Linked DNA regions of Mustela erminea: region 2 is linked to region 1. The links are chromatin contacts, called in public Hi-C maps. All regions are on one chromosome and are shown on one strand. Each heading gives the region's core, a stretch centred on a gene start, on an enhancer-like site or on the middle of the called end of the contact. The rest is flanking DNA. Distances are from core to core; before and after follow the strand shown. Region 1 holds the start of INSR (insulin receptor). Region 2 overlaps INSR (insulin receptor).

Region 1 (5,048 bases), core at 1,928-4,427:
CACAGCAGGGACTCCATGGGACAGTGGCCATCTCCAAGAAAGTCCTTCACTTCTGAAAACAACCACAACACCACCCCCTAACCCCCAGGCCAAAATGCCCTGCCGGTTGACAGGAGAGATTAATGATCTGTAAAGTTTCTCGAAGTTTCCAAACCTCCGAGGGGCATCACATCTCATTGAGTTGATAGGATTTTGTTAACCATTACCACTGGCCAGAGGAAGGGAAGCTTGAGCTCAAAAAGAAACCCATGCTCTAGGGGCGCCTGGGCGGCTCAGTGGGTTAAAGCCTCTGCCTTCAGCTCCGGTCAGGATCCCAGTCCTGGGATCGAGTCCCGCATGCGCTCTCTGCTCAGCGGGGAGCCTGCTTCCTCCTCTCTCTCTCTGCCTGCCTCTCTGCCTACTGGTGATCTCTGTCAAATAAATAAATAAATCTTTAAAAAAAGAAAGAAAGAAAGAAACCCATGCTCTTAAAAAAAAAAAAAAAAGGGAAGGAAGAAACCAAATGGCCTCACCTGTGAAAAGGGAGCATAAATGCTGCTTTATATGCCTTGAGGATTAACTCAGGTTATATTCAAAACATATGGAAGCACACTCGCCACGAGTTTGCCCGTATTCGTATACAGTGGTCGGGAATTATCTAAGAATAGGAGAGCCCTGGCTTGGAGCACTGGTGAGAGCACAAAGAATATGAACCGACTCAAAAACAAATATTTTAACCAAACACCTTCTACATGCCAGGGACTGCTCTAGGCTCCGAAAATGTCGCCATGAATAAAAGCAGCACAAGCCTCTGGGGCCCCTGGGGGAACTGTATACATGTAAAGAAGTGGTCAATTAATTACCAAAGCTACAAGGAACAGAAGAGCAGGGAACCACACACACGCACGCACGCACATACATACACAAAACCTAGAAACGATCTAACCTTTGTCTTGGATTTTCTTTTTTTTTTTTTAGGATTTTATTTATTTATTTGACAGAGAAACAGAGAGAGGGCATGAGAGGGGAGAAGGTGAGAGGGAGAAGTGGACCCCTTGCCGAGAAGGGACCCCAATGCGGGACTTGATCTCGGGACTCCGGGATCATGACCTGAGCCGAGGGCAGCTGCCCAACAAGCTGAGCCACTCAAGCACCCGGTCTTGGATTTTCTTAATGAGAACCCAAGCCAACTGCCACCTTTACTGAGTGCCCACTGTATACCAAGCATTCAGGCCTTGGAACCACTGTGTAACAGAGAGGAGCTCAGCAAACACGGGTTGTCGACTCCAGAGCCCGTGTGTGTGTGCTTCCCCAGGGACCTCATTCGCCGGCCCGGAGCTCAGGAGCTGTGGTTCTTCCCTCCCCAACCCCTTCCTCACCAGGACTGATTTCCTTTTATGGAGAATTCTGAAAAAGTAACCCAACAGATATTTTTAAAGGAGGGCCTCAGACACCAGGAGGAAACTTCAGCCATGTTGTCCTGAAGGGTTCTTCATTTCTTGGCCCGCCCCCAGAACAGACTGCTACCAAGCCCAGGGAGGATGCCGGGGCTGGGGTTTGCCTCCATCCGCTGCCAGCCCAGGGAGGCCCAGGAGGGAAGTCCGTGGGGCTAGGGGCTATGAGAGGCTCAGGTGAGGTTAGAGACCTCCCTGGGTTGACAGGTAAGAGCCCTTCATGAAGTACAGAGCTGGGGGTGGGGAGTTCTGGGGGTTTTGGGGAGACATGGGACATCCAGCAGCAGTCAAGAACCTCACCAGGGCACCATACAGAAAGGTTCCAGTTCTCCCTCTGGCACTGACTTTAGGGCAGGTCGAGCTGTCTCCTACCTGAATCTCAGTTTACTCCTCTATGAAATGGGCAAACAGTATCAACCTCTGCAGGCCACGGTGAAGATGTAGAGAAATAAGCCCATGGCATCTGGTGACACTATAATAATCACAATAAAGACACCCCTACTTCTACTACAACAAACGCCCCGTTGCCAAGGCGCTAGAGTTTGCCTCCGGACATCTGGAAACAGAACCCCAAAGTGTAAACACGGATCTGAAGTCCCCATAGCCCCGGGCCTAGATCCGGAGAGGGGGGTCAGATTCTACAATTCCCCCTGGGGAGCACCTATGAAAAGGGACCCCAAGGGACCCTCAGTCCTGTCACCCTCGACTCTCACTCCAAACCCCGTGTGCCCCTGGCATTTGACTGTCCAAGGCCGCACGGCCCCAGGGACTCCACTTTACATAGGACCCGAAGATGACGCGTGTCCCGTCTCCGGAGCGAGGTGGGCTCGGAGAGGACTAGGCACGGGTCCGAGGCGCGCTTGGGAGAGGCACCCGCGGCGGGGCGGGCACTGGGGCAAGGTTCCTCCGGCCCGGGGCCCGCACACGGGGCGCGGAACCGCGAGCCCAGGCGGGCAAAGGCCAAGGTCAGCGGCTTCCCGCCCCGCGCGGGGCCGAAGCTACGGTCCCGGCCACCCGCACCACCACCACCACCCCCCACCCCCACGCACCGAGGAGGGCTCTGGGTCCACGGCGGTGGGCTCCATTTTGGCAAGGGGTCCCCTCCCCACCGCGTGGCTCCCCGCCCACTCCCGGGCCCCCAGACTCACCCTCTCCGGGGTACAGGTGGCCCGCGGCACCCAGCAGCAGCGCGGCCACCGCCACCAGCAGCGGCGCGGTCGCCGCCCCCCGCCCAGCCCCGGCGCCCATGGCTGCAGGAGCGCGGGGTCCCGGCGGATCAGAGCGCGCGGCGCCGGCCCGCGGGGGTCATGCTCCGAGGCGGCCGCCCGAGCGGCGCTGGGGGACGCGCGTCCTTCTGTTCCACGCCGGCGGCCCACCGGCCGCAGCCCCTCCCGGAAGGGCCCTAGAAACAGCCCCAGCAGGGGCGCGGGGCCTCGGCCTCTACAAATCCGGCGGCGCCGCGGCGGAGGCGGCCCCGACCCAGGACCGCCGCGGCCCGGGCCCCGTCCTGAGATCTCCCGGCCCGGAGCCCCTCGCTGCGCCCCGGCCGCCCGGTTTTCGGCCCGGAGCGCTCTGGGCCACGATCTGCGCGCGCTGAGACAGACGGACGCGCGGACAGACAGACGCGCGGACGGCCGGGCGGGCACCTGGGCAGGCGAGTGGCGGGCGGGCGGGCGGCGGGAGCGAGGGCTGCTCGGCCCGTAAACAACGCGGCCCGTCAGCTGGGCCCCGTGCGGGTCGCGGGAAAAGGCGGCGCGGATCGGGACTGGGAAGGGACTCGGCGCCCGGGAGAGGCCCGGGAGGGGTGGAGGGAGGACCGCGAGAGGGAGGCGCCGCCCCGCCCCGCCCGCCAGCCTCCCCACCCCGGGCCCCAGCGCTCGAGGGCCCCCGGCGCGCCCTGGCCCAGGGGGCGCCCCGACACCCCGCGACTCGAGTCTCAGAGTTTGGGGGCGCCCCAGATGCCCAACCCATCGAGACGGATCCCTTCTTTAACGTTTTTGCTATTTCATTGCCTTGGACTTGGGGAGGTTCATCTTGATTTTTTTAAATATTTCATTAAAATACTGTTTATCTTGGTCACTGGGTTTTTTGGTACTCCCTTAAATATTGCGCTCGCGTCACCCTCGTCCCAGTCCTGCCAGCGCGTCTCGTAGTAGACGCGCGGGCGCCCCCGCCCAGCGCCCGGGCCCTGGGGACAGCCACGTGCACGCGCGCCCAGTGCGCTCAGCGTCTCCGTGGCAGGGCTAAGGGAGGGTGCCTTAAGCGCGGCTTGTGGTTCAAGTTGGAGAAAAGGCACCTGGGAGAAGGTGCAGGATCTCGCGGAAGGGCAAACCAGGCCCCACAGAGCCGGGTAACCGCACAGGTGGACACACCCGCTTTCCAATACACGGACCCAGAGTCCGTGTGTGTCTGAATGTCTAGCAAATGTCATTCACGAATGGGGCATGACAGCGGCCAACCCACCTTGAGGGGCGGGAGGGGAAAGGGAAGGAGCCTTAAGACTAGAAAGCCAGAACCGAGTGGAATCGGGCTCCCTCTCCACTCACTTCCTATGCGGTCTTGGACGTGGGACACTTTCTCTCTCTCTCTCTCTCTCTCTCTCTCTGGGTTAGCCTCCTCTCTGTGATGGTAACCATACCTGCAGGTCAGATCTGACAAGGGACAAGAACAATAAAGCATGAGAAAGCATCCAGCACAATTCTAGGCAGAGGGCGCTCATTCTTCCTCCGATCCATTAAACAAATAGTCGTTTGCCACGAGCTCAGCCCACTGTTCCTCTAACCCACCAGACCTACTCCTGGCCTCTGGCTCTTCCCTCTCCTGTCCCTCTAGCCTTCGGCCCCACCTCTGTGCTCCAACGCGCCTTCCCAGACCACCCTTTGCAAATGCCCCCCCCCCATCCCTTTGTCCCCTTCCCTGTTACTGACCTCACACCAGCACCTCCTGAAATTCTTTGGGGTTTCTGTGTATCTTCTCCCTTCCCCACTAAGCAGAAATTGTGCGGATCGTTTTCACCATGTTACACCGAGTGCCTGACCTAGCTGGTGCTTAATAAATATTTGTTGAATGGAAGAATCAACATACAATAAGTAACGAGGATTTACAATGAGCAAAATAAACACGCTAGGTTCCCTTGTAGACCTCATAGTCTGGGGGGGGGGGCATTAATTAAACAACCCTGGGGGCATAAAGTGGGGTGTGGGTAGGAGGGATAGGGAAGGATCCTCCAAGGAAGTAGTTTGGGCTGGAATCTGAAGGTGAGGAGGAGTCAGCAGAGGAAGGAATGGAAGGGTTCCAGGTGGGGAGACCAGCATATCCAGGCACAAAGAGAGAAGGGATGGTGGACTCAGAGTCAGGGCTAGGAGGGGAAGAGCCTTGAATACACCACGTTAAGTCCCCTTCCAAACCGCCTTTATCCTAAAAGCAATGGGGAGCCGCTAGAGGGTTTACACAAAAGGGCTCACATAATCTGATTTTCTTTCTGAGAATCTTTCATCCTGGGCCATGAGGCAAGCATGGACCCAGGGATAACAAAGAGAAGGTAGCTGCAGTCCCGGGGTATCAGGAATTACGGGTACAACAGTGTTATCCTTCCTCCTTGTGCAAACCTGTCCA
Region 2 (5,161 bases), core at 1,955-4,454, 70 kb before region 1:
CCTCTCACAGACACTGACCGAGTCCCAGACCTAGACGCAGTCCCAGAAACTCACGCTCAAAGGGCCACCGCCCAGGCTGTTTCTGCCAAAGACAATGGCAGTCTCTTTGAGAAACTGCCAAGCGGTCCAGGGGCTGCTCACTTTCCCGGGACAAGTGCAAGCTGTGTAAGAAACATCCACCCACCCAGACCTTCCAGAGACAACACGCAACAGTCCTTCCTCTTCCAAACACACAAGTCCCTCGTCCATCCCTCTCTCTCTCCCCCACAAGCTACTTTGGACTGCTGGCCCCAATTCCCTCTCTCTTCTCCCTAAAGGTTCCCAAGCCCCTGGCCTTCAGTTACACTAGCAGAAGCAGCCACAACCTTCCTGAAACTTGACCTCAAAAGGCTTTCCCATTATGCCCTGTTGAGAATATTGATAATTGAACTCTAAATAACTCCACGGAGTATTGGGGGGGTGGGCAGCTATGTCCGAATCCTCTGGTTGGACCCTCTGGAGTAAGTGTGATGCTCCCCGCCCCCAATGATGCCTCCCCTAGAGGGAGATCTCCAGAAATTACTTAAGAGGTGACCCAAAGCAAAGGAGGCAAATGCAACTTGACCCACTATCTCTTCTACTAGGAATCACCCTGCAGACAAGAGAGACTCTGTGTAGACAGATATCTGGACAAGGGTCATCTTCACCCTACAGGACATTACCCGCTGGGTTTATAACAGCAAAGGACTGGAAACAACCTAGAGGTCCAGGTGAATAAATTACGGGGGATCGAGGCGTGGAATATTCTGCAGCTGCAAAAAAGAATGTAGCTCCATGCACGCTGATGTTGGAATCATTTCCAAGGTAGCAATTAAGTGAAACAAGCAAGAGGCAGGGCAATGTCTACAGAACAGAAGTCCTTTGTAGAGAAAGGAAAGACCCAAACAGCGGGAAAGGCAGAACACGGCAGCTGGTTTAGAAAAGTTTGGTAGTTTCTTATAAAGTTAAACATGCCCTTCTTATCCTTACCACACAGCCTAGGGGTTTACTCAGGTGACATGGAAAACAAATAAGTCACGGGTGTTCATACAAAAACCTGTACTTAAATGTTTATAGTGGCTACATTCATAATCACCCAACACAGGAAACAATCCAATTGTCCGCGGAGTGGAGAATGGATAAACATTATACCTGCACATAAGGAACCCCACTCAGCAGTCACCTAAGTGTTAACAACCACAAAATGTGGATGAATTTCAAACACTTTGTCCTGAGTGCAAGAAGCCAGTCTTACGTGCTTTATGATTCCATTTACATGGTATCTTGGAAAAGCCAAAACTGTCCGGGCAGTGGACACATCACTGGGCTGGAACTGAGGAGGGGCTGGAAAAGGGTCTAAAGGATCTGGGCGGGGGGTGGGGGCAGGGGATGATGGAACCATTCTGTATCTTGACAAAGGTGGTGGTTATGTGAATGTATGTATCAGTCAAAACTCGCAGAACTTTACACAAAAAGAGGGCAGATTCTGCTGTACAGAAATTATTATCTTTAAATGGGAATGATGGGAGGGGAGAGAAAAGGACAAATGAGACATACGTCCCTCTGAAAGGGACACAAGAAATGTGCCCCAAAACTGGGGAAGGGAATGAGCTTGGAGCAGACAGTATGTAGGACACCCTTACATATCAGCAAATTTGGTAGGGTTTTTTTTGGTTTTGTTTTTTGGTTTTTGCTATGTATGTATAATACCCTTTTAAAAACTGACATCTATTTGAAAATATGTATTTTAAAAGCCCCTGGTAGACAATTAAAAAATACTACTGATTAACCATACAATTCTACCCCCAACTACCCCGGTACAACTATGTAAGAGCCGCCTGACATCACTGCGAGCTTATACAATGGTCTCTTCGATCATTTTTGCCTTATTACAAAACCGACAGTCAAAACAACTAAGTAAGAAGTGTGGTCTTAGATCGAAAAGAGGGCCAGGAAAATATAGTACTGATGAGGACAACACTGGCTCCTGGGATAAGACTTATACACAAGCTCGTGGATTAAAATATTGCCTCAGTGTTAACTTCTGATTCTGCTCACTGTACTGCCGCCATGCAAGGTAATTTTCGTCCTTAGAAAGCCACTAAAAAGTTACCAGTTGAGGCCCAGTACGCCTACAACTGACTCTCAAAAGACTCAAGGAAAAAACCAAATATATGTATATAATACGTGTAAATAAATGCTTTAGAAATAAGTCCAGTAAGATGTAAACAATGAATCTGGATACAATTCTTGCAACTCTTCTGTAAACCTGAAAACTACATCAAAACAAAAAGGTGAAAATAAATCCAAAGTAAGGTTTAAAGGTTAGAACAGTGGGAAAGACTAGCACAGGGCTGCACTATAAACGACATGCTTAGAAAAAGACAGCCACCTTTTTTATTCCCCCTTTGCCTTTTTTTAAAGTTGAAATCGGTTTGGTGTTCCTTAATTAAAAAGCTATATGGTAAAAAGCAAAACAAAGTCAAAGGAAAGAAGCCACTATGTTTCCAGAGTACAACATATGTTAATAACATTTTGTTACATTTCTTTCCAAAGCCTGTAGTTGGGGGGGGGACCTCAAGATTTATTATTCCCAAAATTACTGCTTTCCAGAAATTTCCAAACGGAACAGTTGCGTCATGGGCTTGCAGACACATTCCCCACAGGGCCCCGTGGCTCTCCCTGAAAGTGTGAATTTTATAAACTCTGTAGAGTCATTGACTCGGTTTCCATTCACAGACCTTCTCCCCCACGCCCGCCCTGGGCCCCGGGCGGCTGAGGTTCGAGCCCCCAGCACCCCGCCCAGCCCCCGAGCCCCCGAGCTAGGGCAGCACTGACTCGGGGAATTCCTCCCCTCGGTGATTTAATGGTGGGGAGGAGCCGGGGGCAAACTTCTGACGGCTCGGCGGTCAACAGACGCCCTTTCCAGTCGGCGATCCGCGAGAAGCGACAACCGCAAGGACGCGTGTCCTTGAAGCAGGGAAGCTCCCCCCTTCGGTTCCCTGACAATGCCGCCCCCACGCGCGCGAACCGATAGGCTTTCCAGATGCATTTGGAATCTAATTGCGAAGCTCTTAGAAGACATACCGTACGCGCAGGCCAGAAAAGCGGGGAGGGGGGGAAATGGGAGGGGTGCTCCCCGTTAAAGCAGCCTCAGGATTGGTCGGTGACAGGCATCTGCGTGTGTATAGTTCCTAACGGGCGGGCCGAAGGCGGGCGAGGCCCCGCCCCCCTCGAGCCAGCGGCAACCGCGCGCTGCACAAAGCCCGAGGTGCAGTCCGCTCCGTGGAATCTGGGCCAGGTGATGGCGGTGGCCGCAGCGCCGCCCTCGCGCTCAGCCAATACACGGGCGTGTTGCCGGAGCTCTGGCCCCGCCCCCAGGCGCGCGGGGCTCGGTCGGCCCGACTGGTGCTCCAGCCGTGACCGCCGCCAGGCAGTCCGCGCTGGGGGGTGGGGGGCCCTCCCGAGGATGCAGACCCTGCAGGACGGGCCTGCAAAGAATGGAACTTTGGGGAAAGTTCAAGAAAAGACGAAGCCAAGTGTAAGGGCCGCCCCAAGCAGCCGCTGCACCACTTGGGCCGCTCGCGAGCTGGACGTGTGCCCGGGAGGAGATCGGGTCACCGCGTGGCAGGGCCTGGGATGGCCGAGGGGCGCCCTGGCCCCAGGCTTCACTCGCTGGGGGCCCAGAGAGGGGGAGCGGCTCTCCAGGGTCACACAGCAAAATCCCCCAAATTGGAGGCCAGGGGGGAGTGGCACAGCTCTCTCGGACCCTACCCCCAGGACTTGCACCCATCACTCACGCAGAAAACCAAGAACCATACTCATAAATTACACTTTTAAGAAAATCTACAGGCTACTTTTGAGGTGCCCTCCAGCCAGTGTTCCCTGTAGATCTGAAAACCTCAGACCTGTGTGCTCGGCGTGTATTTGCAATTTCCGTAAACTGAGGCAGTGAACAGGCATTATCTCTAACCACCTCCCACCAAGAATACAGTTTAAAAATGTACATTCCTCCTGCAGAATAGGACGGTCAACCCACATCAGTTAGGAAGGTATTAATCCTACTACTCAAAACAATGATCTCCTTCTGAGGCACAGAAAGACAGCTTTGCTGAGGCCAACTCAGCTAGCAAACGGCTCCTCCAAAACTCAAACCCAGGTCTCCCAAGGAGAATGGGGCTGAGTGTGGCATCATGGAGTTCTCTGGGTTTTATTTACCTGCTCCCCACTGTGGCCCACCTGGATCTCGCCCCTTCTTGGCACTGGTACCCAGAAATGAATGGAGACACTGTCTCTCCTCTCCTGATATGCCCTGTGAAAGGAAGGAGGAACTCGCCTGTCTTATGCTGAGCTCTAGAGCCATGCACACAGTAGGTACACAATAAAGCTCATAGGGGGGAAAAAGGTGGGGGATCAGGTGACTGGCTTTACCCCATGGGGGAGGGACAGTGTGTGCAAATGCATGAATCATCGGAAGCTGCCTTTAGGCAACTATAAACAGTTCAGAGTTGATGAAGGGCAGAGTACAGGGGAAGGAGGCAGGGGAGGTCAGGGCAGAGGGGGAAGTTAGGGAGCCTGGGGGCTTGGACTCTGCACCTCAGGAAGAACCAAAGAAGGGCTTCGACTAGAAAAGACACCATCAGACCCATGTCTGGGACAATTTTCTAGCTCTCTGGTGGACGGCTGAGGAAGCCAAGGGCAGAAGGGACAGGAAGGAAGAGGCTGCCTTGGGAAACCACTAGGGAGGTGGAGCCTTTGGGACTTCTCTCCCAGATGGTTCCCCAGTTTCCAACTTGGGCGGCTGCGGACTCTTAAGACAAACGACGGACAAAGAAGCTGGGTGCTCAGACTTCCCTGACCTGGGTTTGACATGTGGAGTCCACAACATCTGCTAAGTCCCTCCTCAGTCCACCCCAGCCTGGTCCTAAAACCCACTCTTGGAAGGTGTAAGGACCCCTGTTTGTCTGTCGTGGATATTTTTCAAGTTTTCTTGATTTGTGTACGTAACACATTCGTGTGTTAGGCAGGGACTCTAAGGGTCACTTTTTAAAAGCTGTTTCCACCTACTCAGATTTTTGGCTTCTTGAGCCAAGGTAAATTTTAAAGGCTATTTGGAAATTCACAGTGGCAATTTATGAGATTC

What was found. Hi-C and Micro-C count contacts between places; a contact is called where the count stands out from the background.
Region 2: a Hi-C map of fibroblasts shows a contact between it and region 1, with 3 times the contacts expected there. The contact joins the enhancer-like site here to the promoter of INSR in region 1. A contact is called at or near these places in 3 of 3 Hi-C or Micro-C datasets (fibroblasts, skeletal muscle and spleen).

The regions. Positions count from the first base shown.
Region 1 is chr1:6,032,403-6,037,450 of mMusErm1.Pri, reverse strand. It overlaps INSR (insulin receptor), which reads right to left and starts at 3,177. Exons shown (of 21, transcript XM_032309620.1): 1 at 2,582-3,177. The coding sequence starts at 2,681.
Region 2 is chr1:6,102,219-6,107,379 of mMusErm1.Pri, reverse strand. All of the region lies in intron 2 of INSR (insulin receptor), which reads right to left. Among named protein-coding and RNA genes, the nearest start is that of INSR, 71 kb to the right of the region's middle. Within about 2 kb of position 3,204, the one cell type or tissue checked has open chromatin away from gene starts, as enhancers often do. A contact at or near this core is called in fibroblasts, where this site is marked.